Regions from separate parts of the Mus musculus genome. Here all the other regions are linked to region 1. A link is a contact called in public HiChIP or PLAC-seq data. All regions are on one chromosome and are shown on one strand. The core of a region is the stretch at or near the end of the contact, and the rest is flanking DNA. Distances in the headings are between cores, read along the strand shown. Region 1 overlaps Arhgef28 (Rho guanine nucleotide exchange factor (GEF) 28). Region 2 has its middle 21 kb from the start of Enc1. Region 3 has its middle 17 kb from the start of Lncenc1.

Evidence for each region. HiChIP or PLAC-seq counts read pairs in DNA pulled down with a chosen protein or histone mark.
Region 2: a contact with region 1 is called in an H3K27ac HiChIP or PLAC-seq map of extraembryonic endoderm stem cells. The contact joins two enhancer-like sites. A contact is called at or near these places in 2 of 15 datasets of contacts at CTCF or cohesin (both in the NIH/3T3 cell line), 1 of 484 Hi-C or Micro-C datasets (bone marrow-derived macrophages) and 10 of 115 datasets of contacts at active chromatin or transcription factors (bone marrow-derived dendritic cells, embryonic basal ganglia, embryonic brain and 6 more).
Region 3: a contact with region 1 is called in an H3K27ac HiChIP or PLAC-seq map of extraembryonic endoderm stem cells, with 4 times the contacts expected there. The contact joins two enhancer-like sites. A contact is called at or near these places in 4 of 115 datasets of contacts at active chromatin or transcription factors (embryonic basal ganglia, embryonic stem cells, extraembryonic endoderm stem cells and 1 more) and 1 of 9 other capture datasets (embryonic stem cells).

The regions. Positions count from the first base shown.
Region 1 is chr13:97,964,124-97,969,188 of GRCm38.p6, reverse strand. Arhgef28 (Rho guanine nucleotide exchange factor (GEF) 28) reads left to right here. Exons shown (of 36, transcript NM_012026.2): 19 at 1,757-1,901; 20 at 1,981-2,102; 21 at 3,641-3,781. Among named protein-coding and RNA genes, the nearest start is that of Gm34388, 73 kb to the right of the region's middle. Within about 2 kb of position 2,543, at least 8 of the 459 cell types and tissues checked have an H3K27ac peak or open chromatin away from gene starts, as enhancers often do. A contact at or near this core is called in extraembryonic endoderm stem cells, where this site is marked.
Region 2 is chr13:97,259,230-97,264,294 of GRCm38.p6, reverse strand. No RefSeq gene overlaps it. Among named protein-coding and RNA genes, the nearest start is that of Enc1, 21 kb to the right of the region's middle. Within about 2 kb of position 3,049, at least 23 of the 459 cell types and tissues checked have an H3K27ac peak or open chromatin away from gene starts, as enhancers often do. A contact at or near this core is called in extraembryonic endoderm stem cells, where this site is marked.
Region 3 is chr13:97,415,554-97,420,618 of GRCm38.p6, reverse strand. No RefSeq gene overlaps it. Among named protein-coding and RNA genes, the nearest start is that of Lncenc1, 17 kb to the left of the region's middle. Within about 2 kb of position 3,153, at least 14 of the 459 cell types and tissues checked have an H3K27ac peak or open chromatin away from gene starts, as enhancers often do. A contact at or near this core is called in extraembryonic endoderm stem cells, where this site is marked.

The DNA.
Region 1 (5,065 bases), core at 1,294-3,793:
ATTGGTCCAGTTATTTCTTCTTTATAACATATGCATGACATAAATTTTAGCTATGTAAAGAAGTGAAGAAGGATATAAACGTCTAGGTCAGCCCTAGAGGTTCTGCACTGTATACAGGGCATGGTCTGTGTATCATACAGGGATTGTATGGAAACAGTGTAACCTGGTGGTCTCAATTCTAATGCTTTTTTATTGGAGGATAGGCTATTGATTGACTAATTTTGAGGCAAACAGAGGCACTGTATTAAATGGATGTGATTTTTATGCTTTCATAATAATAGCATGTACTCACATGCTAAAATCTCCTTAAGAGTTAAAATGTTTAGTGGGAAAGAAGCCCTTGGCTTTGGAATCTGTCCATTCTTGCTGGTCCCTGTGGCCAGTGTTACGGAGACCCTATGCTTGGATTAGTAGTGTGTGAGGTTGGTGTCTCATTAGCACCTTCAGTGTGATACAGAAGTTGTAAAGCATGCTGATGTTTTATTTGTATATTTTTAAAGTTGGTGACTCTGTTGTTGTTTTAATTATATGCTGCCGAGGTTTAAATAGTTTCTCTTGAAAACAATCAGTTACCTTTGACACTTCCCGGTGTCACCCACAGGAGCCAGTCACGCTAATATATCCTCAGTTTGAAAAACACTTCCTTTATCGTGAGAGACTTTGTCATTTCTTCTGTTATCTTGTATTTCTTCAGTTGCTTTGCATGCTGAGTTGCAGGTATTTTAAGTGCCTGGTCACTTTTAAGTTCCACGCTGTATCAAAATATAACTGACATCTTGAAAACCACTTTGGTGGTGACAATTAAGTGTGCTAAGTCATGGTGATATGCTATAGGGTGTGTTGTTATGCTAGTTGGTTTGAGCTCTCTTGCCACTCAGCCCCTTGCTTTGGCCCTAAACATCTTTTGAAATCACTTCTGAGATGCTTCTTATTGTCGTGAGGTTAAACGGGTGACTAAAACGGAAGCTTAGAATTTAGACATTTCCACGTCATCTATTCCTCCTCTTTATGTGAAATTCATGAGACTAAAGCAGAGATATATTCCCTTGTTACATCCTGGAACCTTTGTAAACATTCTCCCTGTGTGTCCAGATGGTATACTCGATAGCTACACTGTGTACTCCATAGCTACACTGTGTACTCCATAGCTACACTGTGTACTCCATAGCTATAATCCAAAGGGGCTGAAGCATCCTGAGTTGTTTATAGCTCAAACCAAATGTAAATGTATCGATGCCCTCTTGTTGTCAGTATATGAGAGAGAAGGGCCAGGCTGGGCTTTGGGCTTTGTTGCCTGAGAGTCCTGCTCCATAAGGAGTAGACTCCCCACCATCATTCCTTTCCCCTGAGCTGCTCTCTGGGTGGACATCCTTGTTTACACACTCCATATGCATTTTTGTCAGCAGAACTAATAACACCTTGCGTCTACTTAAAGCTGGCTTGGAGGAGTACACGCGGTGGTTTATGGGAAAGCTGGCCTTTGCTTCCCCATTCCATTCACCTGTTTGCTTGGGTCACCCCAGACATCCACAGTCTCCAAGGAAGGTGTGGAAGTAGCCCTGCAGCATGGGTGTTGGAAGGGTGAGAAAAGGAAGGGACATCTGAAAAATGCCAGGAAATGGCCAACAGACCGGTTTCTAGACTGGGCCACACCACTGTAGAAGTGGCTGCTTGAGGGTTTACCTGTCTGGACATCTCTGACTTTCTTTGCTTGTAAATGCTGCGCTAGCACATGGAGTGTCTACTGTAATTCCAGGCTCTTCAGTCAGAGACGTCCCAGCACCTGGGCTCTCCTTGCACCCTTCTTCCTCTATGCCCATCGGACTGCCAGCTGGAAGGAAGGAATTTGCGGCTCAGGTGCATCCACTGTCCAGAAGTGTCCCCGGCACCACTTTGGAAAGGTGAGGCTCTGCATGCTGCTTCACTTTTGTGGTCCTGGATGGTGGCTGGGGCTAACTAGTGTCCCCCTACTTCTCCCAGCTTCAGGAGGGCAGTGACATCGTTAGAGTCTGAGGGTGACAGCTGGAGAAGCAGGTCTCATTCCGATGAGCTGTTCCAGTCTATGGGCTCTTCTCCTTCCACGGAGTCATTCATGATGGAAGGTGAGATGTTTGTATGATCCTCGGTCTCTATGAGCATTTAGCTGACAGAGGTATTCTGCACAAGAAATAAGATGTATTACTTTATTCTTTTCCTTATGTTTATGTATGTGTGTGGTATACACATGTGTATATGCATGTTAACATGTGTGAGTGTATACATGTGTGGATAAGAGAACATGTGGAGGCCTGGCACCGATGTTGGGTGTTTGTTTGTTTTTTTAATCACTCTCGGTGTTATTGATTGAGGCAGGATCATCGATTCTGGATAAATCCAGGCAGCTAGCTTATCCTTGGGCATCGCCTATCTCTGCCTCCCAGGTCCTGGGATTACAGGAGGCCACCATGCCCGGCTGGCTTTTGCTTGGTTTCCGGAGGATCTAAACTCTGGTCCTCACCCTTACATACCAAACGCTTTACCTATAAGGCAACCTTTCAGCTTCCTGTTGTTCTTTTAGAAGTCGTATGGCATCTACTTGACGTAGAGTCTCCTTTTCTTAACGATCTCAGAAATACCTGAATGTGGGAAAGTGATTTGTTAGGAAGGTTAAGGGATGGGGAAAGCGAGGAGAGGGGGCTGAGGATGTCTTTTATACACGTGTGAAGTGTCAAAGACAAATTCAGTAAAAGTTGTTAGAAAGGACAACCTAGTCTCGAGGGACACGATCAGGAGTGAGATTATCAGCAGCACGTTCCTAAGAGGTGGATAGAGTTAAAAGAATGAACTGCACTGTGCCATTATCATTGGAAACATTCCGCAGCTATTGAGAGACTGGAGCAGACTCCTCAAGTACATATTTAATTAAGATCTCGGAGAGATGTGATCTGGGCCCCACCCCTTTGCCTGCTACTTCTGGGAAGTAAAGCATTTTGGAGTGTATTTTGTAGGGTGTAGCTTCTGGCTCTTTAAAGCCTATTGTCATCTCATACTTACAACCACCAGCTGGGACCTCTAAGGAGGATTGTTTGGGGCAAGCAGGCTTTAGTTTTCCTGAGAGGTTTATTTGTGTGTGTGTGTGTGTGTGTGTGTGTGTGTGTGTGTGTGTGTGTGTAGTTCTTTTCCTGAAAGGTGTTTGTGTACATGTGTTTAGCTCTTTCTCAAACGTTTGTACTCATGGGACTCAAGCCTAGCACTGTGCTTTCTGTTTTGCCAAGTCCTGGGTAATATCAAGCGGACAAGTCCAAATTCAGATCTGAGTAAACTGTAGAACATAACCCAGGCAAAAGAAATGGGTGAAGTCAGGACTCTGTAAGCATTGCATGGACTCTGAAGGTCACCAAGGAAAACGCCAGTAGAGTGAGCCCAAACAAACCAAGGCATCTCCAGTAATCCCACAGCCTCCCCGTGCAGTTCCTGTTGGAGACCGCTCTTCTTTGCTCTCCCGGCAGTTGTCTTTCTGGTTTTCAGATGATTCGGGTCCGTACTGTATCGTTCTCGCTGGGGCCTTTCTGTGCTTTTAGCAGGTTTGAGCCTGAAACCCTGGTACTTGAAGATCTCTTCATGATGTGTGCTTTACAGACTTCCGGCCTTTCTTTTCTAGATGTTGTGGATTCTTCTCTGTGGATCGACCTCAGTAGTGATGCTCAGGAGTTTGAAGCAGAGTCTTGGAGTCTCGTGGTGGACCCTTCCTTTTGCAGTAGGCAGGAGAAGGATGTCATCAAAAGACAAGATGTCATTTTTGGTGAGCATTTCAAATATGCCCCTGCAGCTGAAGCAGCGGGCTGTGGGGGAAACACATGGACAGTGTCACTGTCTGGACCTGGGTTCGGGCCGGGTTTTATCATTTTCCAGCTTTTTGATCTCAGACAAACTATGCAACTCCTCCGGACATGGACCTTCTGTTTCCCTGTAGCAGGAATTAGTTAACCCGCTCTGTGCGAGTCACATGCTTTCAGCCCCTTGCTGGAATCCTGAATTAGTTAACCTGCTCTGAGCTCCCAGTGGGCATGCGCAAGTCTCTGCCTGTCCAGGAGCCCTCTGGATTCTCTCGTACACACACACACACACACACACACACACACACACACACACACACACGCTCAAAGGATAGGCATTCCTAATCCCCCTCCCCACCCCCAGCTAGCATGCATTCTCCTCTCCAACTTTCCTGAGTCAACTTGCTAAATCAACATCTCATCTCTACTACCCCAGACCCAATGGGGGAGTGGCCACTAGGACCCTTCCACCCCTCCCCCCAATTCTTACATGGCTGGTTGCTTCCTTTCCTGCAGCTCTTACATCTGATTCTTCTCTCTTCAAATTCTCTCCCTCTCTCCAAACTATCCCTCCCTCCCTCCCTCCCTCCCTCCCTCCCTCCCTCCCTCCCTCCCCCCCCCCCATCCCACTGTCCCACTGTCCCTAGCTCGGGAATCTAAAAGTACCACCTCAGCTTTTCTGCCCAGCCATTGGCTCTATGGCAATTCTTTATTCAATCGAAGCCAGCTGGGGGCAGGAACCCTCAGGTCTGGAAGTGCAGCTTTGGGAGCAGAATTAAGACAAAGCGTTAGAACCGGTTCCTAACATTTCCCCATCAGTAGAACAGGGGTAATGAGAATCAGGTATAAAATGTTATTCCAAGGCTTAAACACAACCTTGCATGTATAATACCCATGGCATTTGATTTCCTACACCCTTAGCACATCTCTTTGAGTGACCCCTGAGTTACTTTCCTTCTTCTTCATCTAAGAGCCACAGTGAACGTTCACACACTTGCTGCAGATATCAGAGCTCCAGAGCATGACCTATGGTTGACCATCCATGCCACGGTCCCACTGTCTGTACACACTGTGCAGGGCCCTGAGTCTGGGTTAGGGCTGCATTTATGTGCCTGTAGTCCTTACTGTCTAGCTCATGTGCAGTGAGATTTCACCATGTTACACTTGTGGGATAGAGGCAATCTGAAGTAGAAACAATTAGTTTGGAAAATCTAAAGTGCAAAAAGAACGTACAAAAAACTAGTTTCCAT
Region 2 (5,065 bases), core at 1,800-4,299, 710 kb after region 1:
GAGTCAGGATTCAAGGTCAACTATAAACCTGACATCTACCGGTCCTACCTTGCGCAGAGTTTTGTGTTTGGAGTAAACAGAGGTTGGGGGGGCTGGGGGGGGGGAACCACCTCAGAGAACTAAAATAGAAGTCAGCAGCCTAGAGCAGGATTCCTCCTCAGACCAGGCTGATTCACACTGCTCTCAGTCAGTTCGTGCTCCCAGACAAAACAGGCACCACTGGCTGAGGGATCACTTCCGGTCCTACCACATGGAACCAGAGTGGGACCCCTGGACATCACCCGTCAGGAATCTTTAGAAACAGGGTTTGCTTTAGTTTGCCTTGGCTTAGTTTAGCCCAGACTGGCTTTGGGCTTCTGATCTTTCTGTCTCCCAAATTAGAAACTACATATAAGAAAGAGAAAACTGGAGCTGGCGAGATGGCTTGGTTGGTAAAAATGCTTGCCTTGCAAGCCTAAGGATCCTCAAGGCTCACTACCAGCCGGCCTAGCCTACCTGTCAACTGCCAGGTAAGTGACAGATACTGCTAAAATTAAAGTGGACAGCCCCCCCCCCCAGGAACAAGGGACAACACTGGGGGTGTACACACACACATAGAAGGAGGGAGGGAGGGAGAGCTGACTATAAAGACTCTTGGCAGGGATTAGCATATTCGGAAAATGAAAAGGACATTTGGAAGCCTCCGTGGCCTCCAGAGCAGGAAGATCCCTGCAAAAGCATTTTTGCAAAATGCCTTTCAATCAGCGTGCTTTTCATGGGTGACATAATAGCCCATTTTAAATGGGAGGAGAGAAGCTGTGTGGTGGGTACACCTGTAATCCTAAGACTCAGGATGCTGAGGCAGAGGGATCAGCAGTTTCAAACCAACTCAAAACACACAGCGAGACTCTGTCTTTAAAAAAAAAATAATGAAATAAGATAAATGGAAAGAGAGAAAGGGCAGACATTCAGTGTATTCCCTCATAACATCTCTTAAAGGTCTTCATGGGTAAATCGTAAACAGATGCACTAGGTGGAAGGTATCTCTATGATACATTAACATGGTATGTTTAAAGGCACAGAAAATGACTACGAAATCCTTTTATTGAAAACCCCCCAGACAAAGAGTTTTCTCTCAAGGTAACAAAGACCAGTTTCTCCTCAGTGATTACCTGCTAGAGCTGGCGAGACATTACTAGCAAATAGCCCAGCTTGGCCACAAACATATAGATGTTGGTTTGATCCTATTACCATGGAGGAGTGGCATTGCCTTTTAAGCTTTGTCATGGGCTGTCATTGGAATGGTTGCTACTGCTTTTCACCGGATTCTAATTGGATATTAGCTCGTTTATGGGACAGAGTTAGGAAGAGCTTTTGCCCAGGTGACTTGTAACAAGATGAAATAAGCAGATGCTATGCGTTCTGAAATTACTGCCAGGTTTTTATGAGCGGTTAGAGGCCGCAGCGCTCTGAAAACCCTGCTTGGATTGCAGCTTAGCTGTGAACAGAGCAATCACATCACTCTACTCCAGCGGGCAGCGCCAAATGCTACAAGTTTCTTTTTTTAAACATTTAGTCACCCCAAGCCCGGAGAGATGGCTCGGTAGGTAAGGCACTTGCTGCATAAGTGTGAGGACCTGTTTCAGGTTCCCAGAGCCCACATAAGATCAGATGCTGCAGTGCTCATCTGTGACCTCATGCTCCTACTGCAAGATGGACGGCAGAGAAAGGAGAAGCCCAAGGATATCAGGCCAGGGGGCTTGCCTGTGCAATAGTGAACAAGAGCTGTGTTTCCAACAAGGTGGAAGACAAAGACTGATGCCGAGGTTGGCTTCTGACCTCTACATGCACAGAGACATGTGTGCGCACACTCACATGCAAACACACACATACACACACCAAATAAACAAGCAAGCAAACAAACAAATAACTTTAGTCATACCCCTCCCCCCACATACACAAATATAAAAGAGAAAACAAAGAATTCCTGTAGAAGGAAAATGCTCACACTGGGTCTTAGAGGGTCCAATCCCCATTACAACTCTTTCTTTAAAAAGACTACACACACCATGCCCACATAAGAACTCTCTAGGCCCCAAACTGAGGACATAAGATATTGTGATTTCAGTTGTAGCCCTTCAGAGTTAGCACCCACCATGAAGCAGTTGGCAAGACAGAGATGGCATAAGAAGATATTTAAATGAAGACACAGGCAGGCATGGGGGTACACCCATTTCATCCAGCACTTCAGAGGCAGAGGCAGAGGCAGGAGGAGCTAGAACTCAAGGTGGTGTGTCTTAGTTTGGGCTTTATTGCTGTGAAGAGACACCGTGACCAAGGCAACTTTTATAAAGGCAGCCATTTAATTGAGGCCAGCCTGTAGTTTGAAAAGTTGAGTCCATCATCCTCAGGGTGGCGAGCATCAGCAGTGTGCAGGCAGACATGGTGCTGGAGAAGCCCAGAGTTCTACATCTTGATATGAAAGCAGCCAGGAAGGGACTCTGATTCCACACTGGGCAGGGCTTGAGCACAGGAAGACCTCGATGCTCGCCAACACGGTGCTACATTTCCTCCAATAAGATCACATCTGCTGCAATAAAGCCACGCCTCCTAATAGTGCCACTCCCTATGGCCAAGCATTCAAACACATGAGTCTAGGGGGACGGGGGGGGGGGGGGGGACGGGGGGGGGCAAACCTATTCAAACCACTAGGAGATCCTTGGCTATACTGAATCCAGCCTGCTATCAAATTCCAGGACGCTATCAAAATAAATAAACAAACAGCATGCGAAGAAGAGGGAAAGAGTTCCAGGGAACCTGGGGAGAGCTTGTGGGACACTGCACATGTCTGAGCTCTGTGAAGTAGGCTGAAGACAAAAGCAGTGTTGAGAATACCAGTGGTTCCCCGGGGGGGTGGGGGTGGGGGTGGGGGGGTGGGCGGGGGGGGGGCGTTGCTGGGCAGGAACGGCTGCATGTACCTTTCTGCTGCATCTGTCCTGGAAGCTCTATCCTGTGAGCTTCCCAGCATAGACTCTGACAAGCTCTAGTGTACCTGTGAGCAGAATTATCTCAGCCTTGCTAAACCTGAAGAGATGGTCAAATCTCTCTTTTTTCCTGACCTGCCCTCTTTTGGTCTGCCATAGAGGGTGTTACGGTTAGAATCTGGTATGTCCCCCGCAGGCTCATTTTGAGAATCTGGTTCCCAGCTAATGGCACTGTTTGGATGTGGAACCAAAAGTGGGGTCTGGCTGGTAGGCAAAGGTCACCAGGGGTGGAGCTTGAGGGTTATAGCCCGGCCCTCCTTCAAGTCCTGACTCCGCCTCCTAATCTGCCAGGATGTCACCCTGCTGTCTCCTTTCTTATTGCTCTGCTAACAGGGGTGAGGCAGCCAGCGTGCCTTCTCCATTGTGATGGGATCTACCTCCTGGCAGACACTTCAAAAGGAGGGGTTGCCATTCACAAAGGCTCATGCAATTGAGTTACAAAAAGGAAAAAGAAAAAAAAAATTTTTTTAATCTTGTGTTTTAAGTAAGTTTGAAGTTTTCTATTGAGCTGTGCACATACATGTGTCTGTGAGCCAAAAGTTAAATCTCTCTCTCTCTCTTGGTTCACTTCTGTCCGGTGTTTCATTACAGTGTTGGGAAAGTAGAACAAATGGCAAACGCCTGATCCCTATGGGCCAGGTCCAATTACAGCTGCCAGGCCTCACCTCAGGCTGCTTCCTTCTACTCTGACCCTGAGCTATCAACTACAAGTATCTTCAGGAGACCCCTGGCTCTCAGCAAGGGAAGGGCCTCGGAGGCTGGAGACACTGAATGGCAGCTAGCTAACAGTGGCCACCCAGGAACTTCAGAACTCCTCTGTCTTTGGACTTGGCTCAGGGAAGGCTAGAGAAGAGATAAGTGCCGCTGAAATGTTGCATAGGCCTCATACCTTGAGCACAACCTGCCCAGGGCCTTCTCTCTCTCTCCAGTTTGCTGGATGCAAAGGGCCCCGGTATCTGCACCCTGTCACTGTGCCTTGGTAAGCCACCCCATCCCCTCTTTCCCCCCCGCCGAGCCTGTCTTGGACACTTTTCTATTCTCGTGATAAAACACCATAACCAGAGCAGCTTAGAGAGAAAAAGGTTTAATTGCAGCATACAGTCCTAGCCCACTGTGCCGAGACTTCCTGGAAGTAATTCAAGGCAGGAACCTGGAGGCAAGTACTGAGCAGGGTCCCTGAAGGACTGCTGCTGCTGCTGCTGCTGCTGCTGCTGCTGCTGCTGCTGCTTACTGGCTCACCTTCCCGGCTTGCTCAGTCTGCTGTTTCACCTTCCCAGGGATGGTACCACCCACGATGGGCTGAGCCCTCTCACATCGGAAAACAGACTTGCCTATGGACCAACCTAATGGAGCAATTTCTTTGACTGTAGTAGTTCCCTCTTCCCAGAGATGCCCAAGATGAAAGGGGCCTCCTCGCTGAATGTTGGAGCTGCCCGGGCCAGTGCGGACTAAGATTGAACTAACTGCTCTGCTTCCTCCAGCAGCTTTAGTCAACCCGAGCAGAACTCCTGGAGAGAGCCTCTGTCCTTCCTAGTTGGCACCGGCAGACTCCTTCACTTTTTTGGGCTGTCTTCTCCAACCAAACAACCAAACGATGAAACGGATCTCTAGGCACATATGAACGGTTGCACAAATCATGGTATTTATGGCAGTTGCTTTCCGCCCCAAGGAAACAAAACATATTGCAATAACTAAACGCTGAATGCTAGACACGGTGGGAGGGCGATGCAGGACTTACTCTAGATCACACGCTGCATCGCTGTCGCTGCCCGCCGCCCGCTGCTGCAGGCAGACCCAGTCGGGGTCCCGCAGACTCTACAGGAGTGGGTGTGACATGCCGCTGCCGCTAACCTAAGCTATGAGTGGGTTCTGACACTGAGTTGTAGTGTGCTCTGTCTGTGATGCTCTGACTGCTGGCTGGGCTCCTCCTTAGCCATCTGCACTTGCTGTCCTTTGCTTTCTCTTTCTCCAGAGTTAAACCCAGGACTTTGCCCGTGCTAGGCAAACATGGTACCTGCCTACATCTCAGCTTCCCATGGTGC
Region 3 (5,065 bases), core at 1,904-4,403, 550 kb after region 1:
GGGTGGGGTGGGGGGAAGCCTCAGGCTAAATACTCAGGAAACAGGAACAACTTGAACCCCAAAACGGTGATGCACTATGGGACCAGAAAGAGCAGGTCTGGTACATGAAGCCTGAAAGCTGTCTACTAGGGAATTCTCTAGCTTACCCTTCAGTTCCAGCTAAGCTTTCCACACATTAGGGACTGTAATCATTTATACTATTCTTCTCTGCTCAAAGCGCAGTAACTTAAATGTAAGCCTCACCTAAAACTCACAGAATATTGGATTGAGCACCTGAAAGCTGACTCCCAGTTAAACAGGCATAAAAAACAAAATAAAACAAAAAAACAACTATCACAGGTGAATTTTATTTTATACTGCTTCTTTATTCCAGTTTCGATGTTCTTTTGCTAATAGAAATCTCCCTAACATAGTATTAGAAGTCTATAAAGACCATCTTGAAATTATTCTTCTTGCTAGCTTAATTTTTTGTTTTATTGGGAGTGTTTAGCACACGATTTTCAATCCTGTGCCATTGTAAACCATTTTATTTAGCTTGTTGTGGGGCAGATCACATAATTTTAAGACATTTCAAAGGCTCCTGTATGTATTCTATTATCACTACAAATACACTCAGTCCTTGGAACATCCAACTTCTTCACATTCAGAGGTGATGCAGGGGCATGGTCACTAGGAAAGGCTTCCAGGAGCCTGGATTTTGAGCAAGAATTTTGTAGAGACCAGTGGCTTGTCTGAAGGATGACAGCTTTCAAGTGAGATTCGAAATACGTGTTCCTCTTGATCATTTAAGAGCACGTGTATATAAAGAGATCAATGGTTGGGCAGATACATGCCTTTAGTGCCAGCACAAGGGAGGCAGCGTCAGGAAGATCTCTGTGAGTTCGAGGCCAGTCTGATCTACAGGTCTGAGTTCTAGGATAGCCAGGGCTACACAGAGGAACTTTGTCTCAAAGGAGAGGTGGGAGGAATCCATCAATGGCGTTATTCATACGCATGGATTTTAATTCCACTTTCTATAGGGAGAAATTGAGACTCAGGAAGGTGAAGTATCTCATCACAGCCAGGATGGTATTGAAGCCAAGGACTGACAGAATCAATAGTTTGGGGGGTTTATTGAGACAAAAAATGAATTTTAATAGGTCATTTTGACCTGGGAGAAAGACTTGGAGTGCTGTGGTCCTGAGCATTACATAGTTATCGCAAGGCTCTACCAGACCAATGCTTCACTTATTGTTCAGGAGTAAGTGGTGAGGAGATAGCAGGATGGAGTAAAATGTCGTTGCTCTGGGGAGTTATGGGTGGAAAGGGGAACCAATTCTTGATATTTCTTCACATCTCACTCAGTCTTATCACCAGGCTATTATCAACAGTGAGTAATACCCACATGTGCTTACACAAATGGAATGTCCTAACTAATACTACATTTTTTTTAAAAAGTCAATATTTTCATTGCACTGGCCTTATTTTAAATGTTTAGCAGCCACACATGCATGGCTGGCGGCTGCATACTGAGCAGCAGAGATCCATCATCACAGAAATTCTATTGGCCTGTGCTCTCCTCCAGGGAATCTGCTGATATGCCCATCACAGAACATTTTACGCCTTTGTGAGCGTATCACTCGTGTTATGGGGATGAATTATGAGAAAACATGCAAGTATCAACCCAAGCAACCTCTCCATCCATGGCCTTTCTCACATAGATCAAATCGGTGGAAGCCTGGTCCTCGGGGGCATGTTCTTGCCTCCTGGAAGCAAGCAGATGAGTGCACCGTTCTTCTGGATCCCTCTACAGACCAGAGGTGCCACTGACATGTGGCTCTATGCAAACTATAAACATCTAACAAGCTCCAGGTGCACAAGAAGTAGATTTAAAGTCCTGTCCATATGGACACTAAGGTCTGAAATGAAACACTTGGCGTTCGATTTGGCTAACATGTTAAATTCACAATTTATTGGCTCAATAAAACATGGATGCTAAGAGCCAATTTTCAGGTTGGAGCCTCTGCACGTGTGTCTTGTGTGGGAAAACACAAGCTCGGGGTTTTCAAGGCAAAGTTAACATCATTTAAAAAGAAGAAGGAAGATCAGTGTTTAAAATAGAACTTTGGTGGGCAGAACCATTTTTTAACAAACCCCAAATCTTATTCATGGTACACACGCACTGATACAAAACTTTCTGCTCTTCTGGAGGATAAAACAAGATCGCTGATGAGCTGTAATATCTGCAAAGAGTAAGGGGAAACAGTGGAAGAAACTGGAGCTGTCAGAAATACGAGCATTCCCAGGGGCTGTGACATTGCCTTCCAGGGTTTTCTTCTGGAAGAGCAGGATGAAACTCACTGCTACAGGACCAGCCTTGGTGGGAAGTGAAACGTGGGATGCCCTGAAGCTGTGGAAGGACTTGAGAAGGCAGGAAGAGTCGCAGTGAATGTTTGGCTCAAGGCGAAAATCATGCTTAAGAACAAAACAAAAATTTGCCTTTCTTGGTGCATAGAAATCACAAAAATGACTTTCTCCTCTGACACCAGTTTCAGCTCTCCTGTCCCAGGTTTGATGTGAAAATGGGAAGGGGGAGTAGACAGCCGGTGCCCTCTTCCTCCAACAAAGCTTAAAGGAATCTTGATCTCACAGACAGAAGAAACAGAGCTTGAAGAAGTCATGGGGAGCCGTAGTGGGTGGGTGGGTGGATGGGGGGAGTGGAAGAACAAAGAGTGACTGACTTCCTTGGTTGTTTTTTTTTTTTCTTCTTCAAACATCCTTGACATGAAGTGGGGGAAGCTGGACAAGTATAATACCAGCCAGCATTCAACAAGGAAGGGAAAATGAGTTCCAAAAAACACCCAATCCCTTTAAACCAAAGACCAGGAAAAGGACAGAGCAGTATTATAGTAAACTGCTAGACAGCAGCCTCTCCTTTGGAGCCAACCACAGAAAAGTTATGACCCTACGTCACTGGGTCAGGCATGGGAGATGGAGCCATGATATTTACCTTTCTAGAGGATGTACCCAGGCACCAAGGAGGGAGCCTGCACTGCTGTTCCTACTGAGGTATATTAAGCCCCACACCCACATCCAGATAGAGAGATGGAGTTAGAAGCGTGAACTTCCATCTCTCCCCAGTTGGATGATGTCATGTTGTTCTGGAAGATCTGGGGGTGTTTATCATGACCACTGTCAACAGTGATAGCCAGCTATTTCTCTTCTCTTGCTAAGAACTCTTGGGTTCTCAGGAAGAACAAAGCACCGCTATCTCCCCACCCAGCAGTAGGTCTCAGGGAAGCCAAACAGAGTGGGAGTCTCACACCAGCATCCTAGCTGTGACCCCATGGAGTGTGGAGGGCTGAGGGTGGGACGACATGGGTGTGGTGATAGAAAGGAACCACAAGGAATGCTTGTGGGAGAGGAAGGGCACATCTTTGACTGTGTTCTTATCTTGGCCATGATATTGTGCTACACTTTTTACTGTTAAAAAAAGGAGAGAGAGAGAGAGAGAGAGACAGAGAGAGACAGACAGAGAGAGAGAGAGAGAGAGAGAGAGAGAGAGAGAGAGAGAGAGAGAGAAAAGCATGGGTTACCATACCATTTCTTCGAATTGGATGTACAGATGTAACTATCTCAAAGTAAAGTATTTAGTTAAAAATGATAAGCCATAGACCTTCTAAGATAAAGAACTTTGCACATTATAATCAGATATCTGTTTTGTTTTTTTTTTAGTAACTTTCTACCACCAAGACAAAACTCATTAAAATGCAATGTTTTCTGTTAGAAAATTACTTTGAACAATGAAGGGCAATTTAAATTTTTTTAAGATTTATTTATTTTATATATGTGAGTACACTGTAGATGTCTTCAGACACCAGGAGAGGGCAATGGATCCCATTACAGATGGATGTAAGCCACCATATGGTTGCTGGGAATTGAACTCAGGACCTCTGGAACAGCAGCCAGTGCTCTTAACCTCAGAGCCATCTCTCCAGCCCAGGAAAATTTAATTCTAAAGCACTTACTTGTTTGTATCTGTTTCATTTAACATTTCAGACCCTTTGGAAACAACTGCATTGCACTAATCATCACTAAGACTTCTCCTTTCCCACCCCAACCTTGGCATTCGTAAGTCTAGTGTATACCCCAGCTGTCAGGACAAACCATTACGCATACTATTGCATTTTGTGACTATCCCAAAATAACACCATTATTTTGTCATTAACGAAATAACACCTGTTCCTTTAAATCAGTGTTTCTCGTGTCGTTAGAACCATGTCTGCCTAAAAGAGACAGAGATTTGTTAGCTGGTAATGAGAAGGTAAGAATAATTTATTTGGAAATGAACATTTTTTTCTTTACCCCGTCTCCTGCTGCCTGGAACCAATCTGTGTGCTCTGCTTGGAAAGACAATGATGGGCCATAGCAATTGTTTTTCCATGGTTCTGGCAACTGCATGTGAGACCTGGAGGCGGAGAGTGATGGTTGCTGAAAGAGCATCTGCTTTATTGAAAATGCAGTTGAAGGCTTTACCGACAGGACTGCCTTGGAGACAGTGCAATTAAGACAGCGAGGTCTCACTTTGTAGTGCTCAGAGTCTGCTACAAGCATCATGGCTTTGGAATTGGGATGCTATCCTCACCGTGCTCAAAGCCAAATGCCTTTGAGGGCAGAGAAGGGGTAAAATTAGTGTGACATCTTGTGAAGAGGAGCTTTTATAAACTATCTTCAAAGGCACTTACAAGATACAACAGCCCTTTCTCCACACAGCTAAGGGATGCATTGATGTAAATAAATATAAAAATGGCTATTAAATTTCCATTCTGCTTCAGGCACATGGGTTTAATATTAATAATTAAGGAAGGAAAGCTGGCAAAACACATGTAAAACTTAGCCAAACCCCAAAATGCTTGAAAAATAAGTCAAGATTTTTCTGAAAACATAGACCACTACTGGGTTTGCCCATCCCTGGTGACAAGAAACTGAGAAACTGAAACTAACTCCATTTAACTCTTCCCCTCTGCCCCAGCAGATGCTGTAGTTCCCCCTGCCAAGGAACCAATGCATTGGCCTTCCGTGCCAA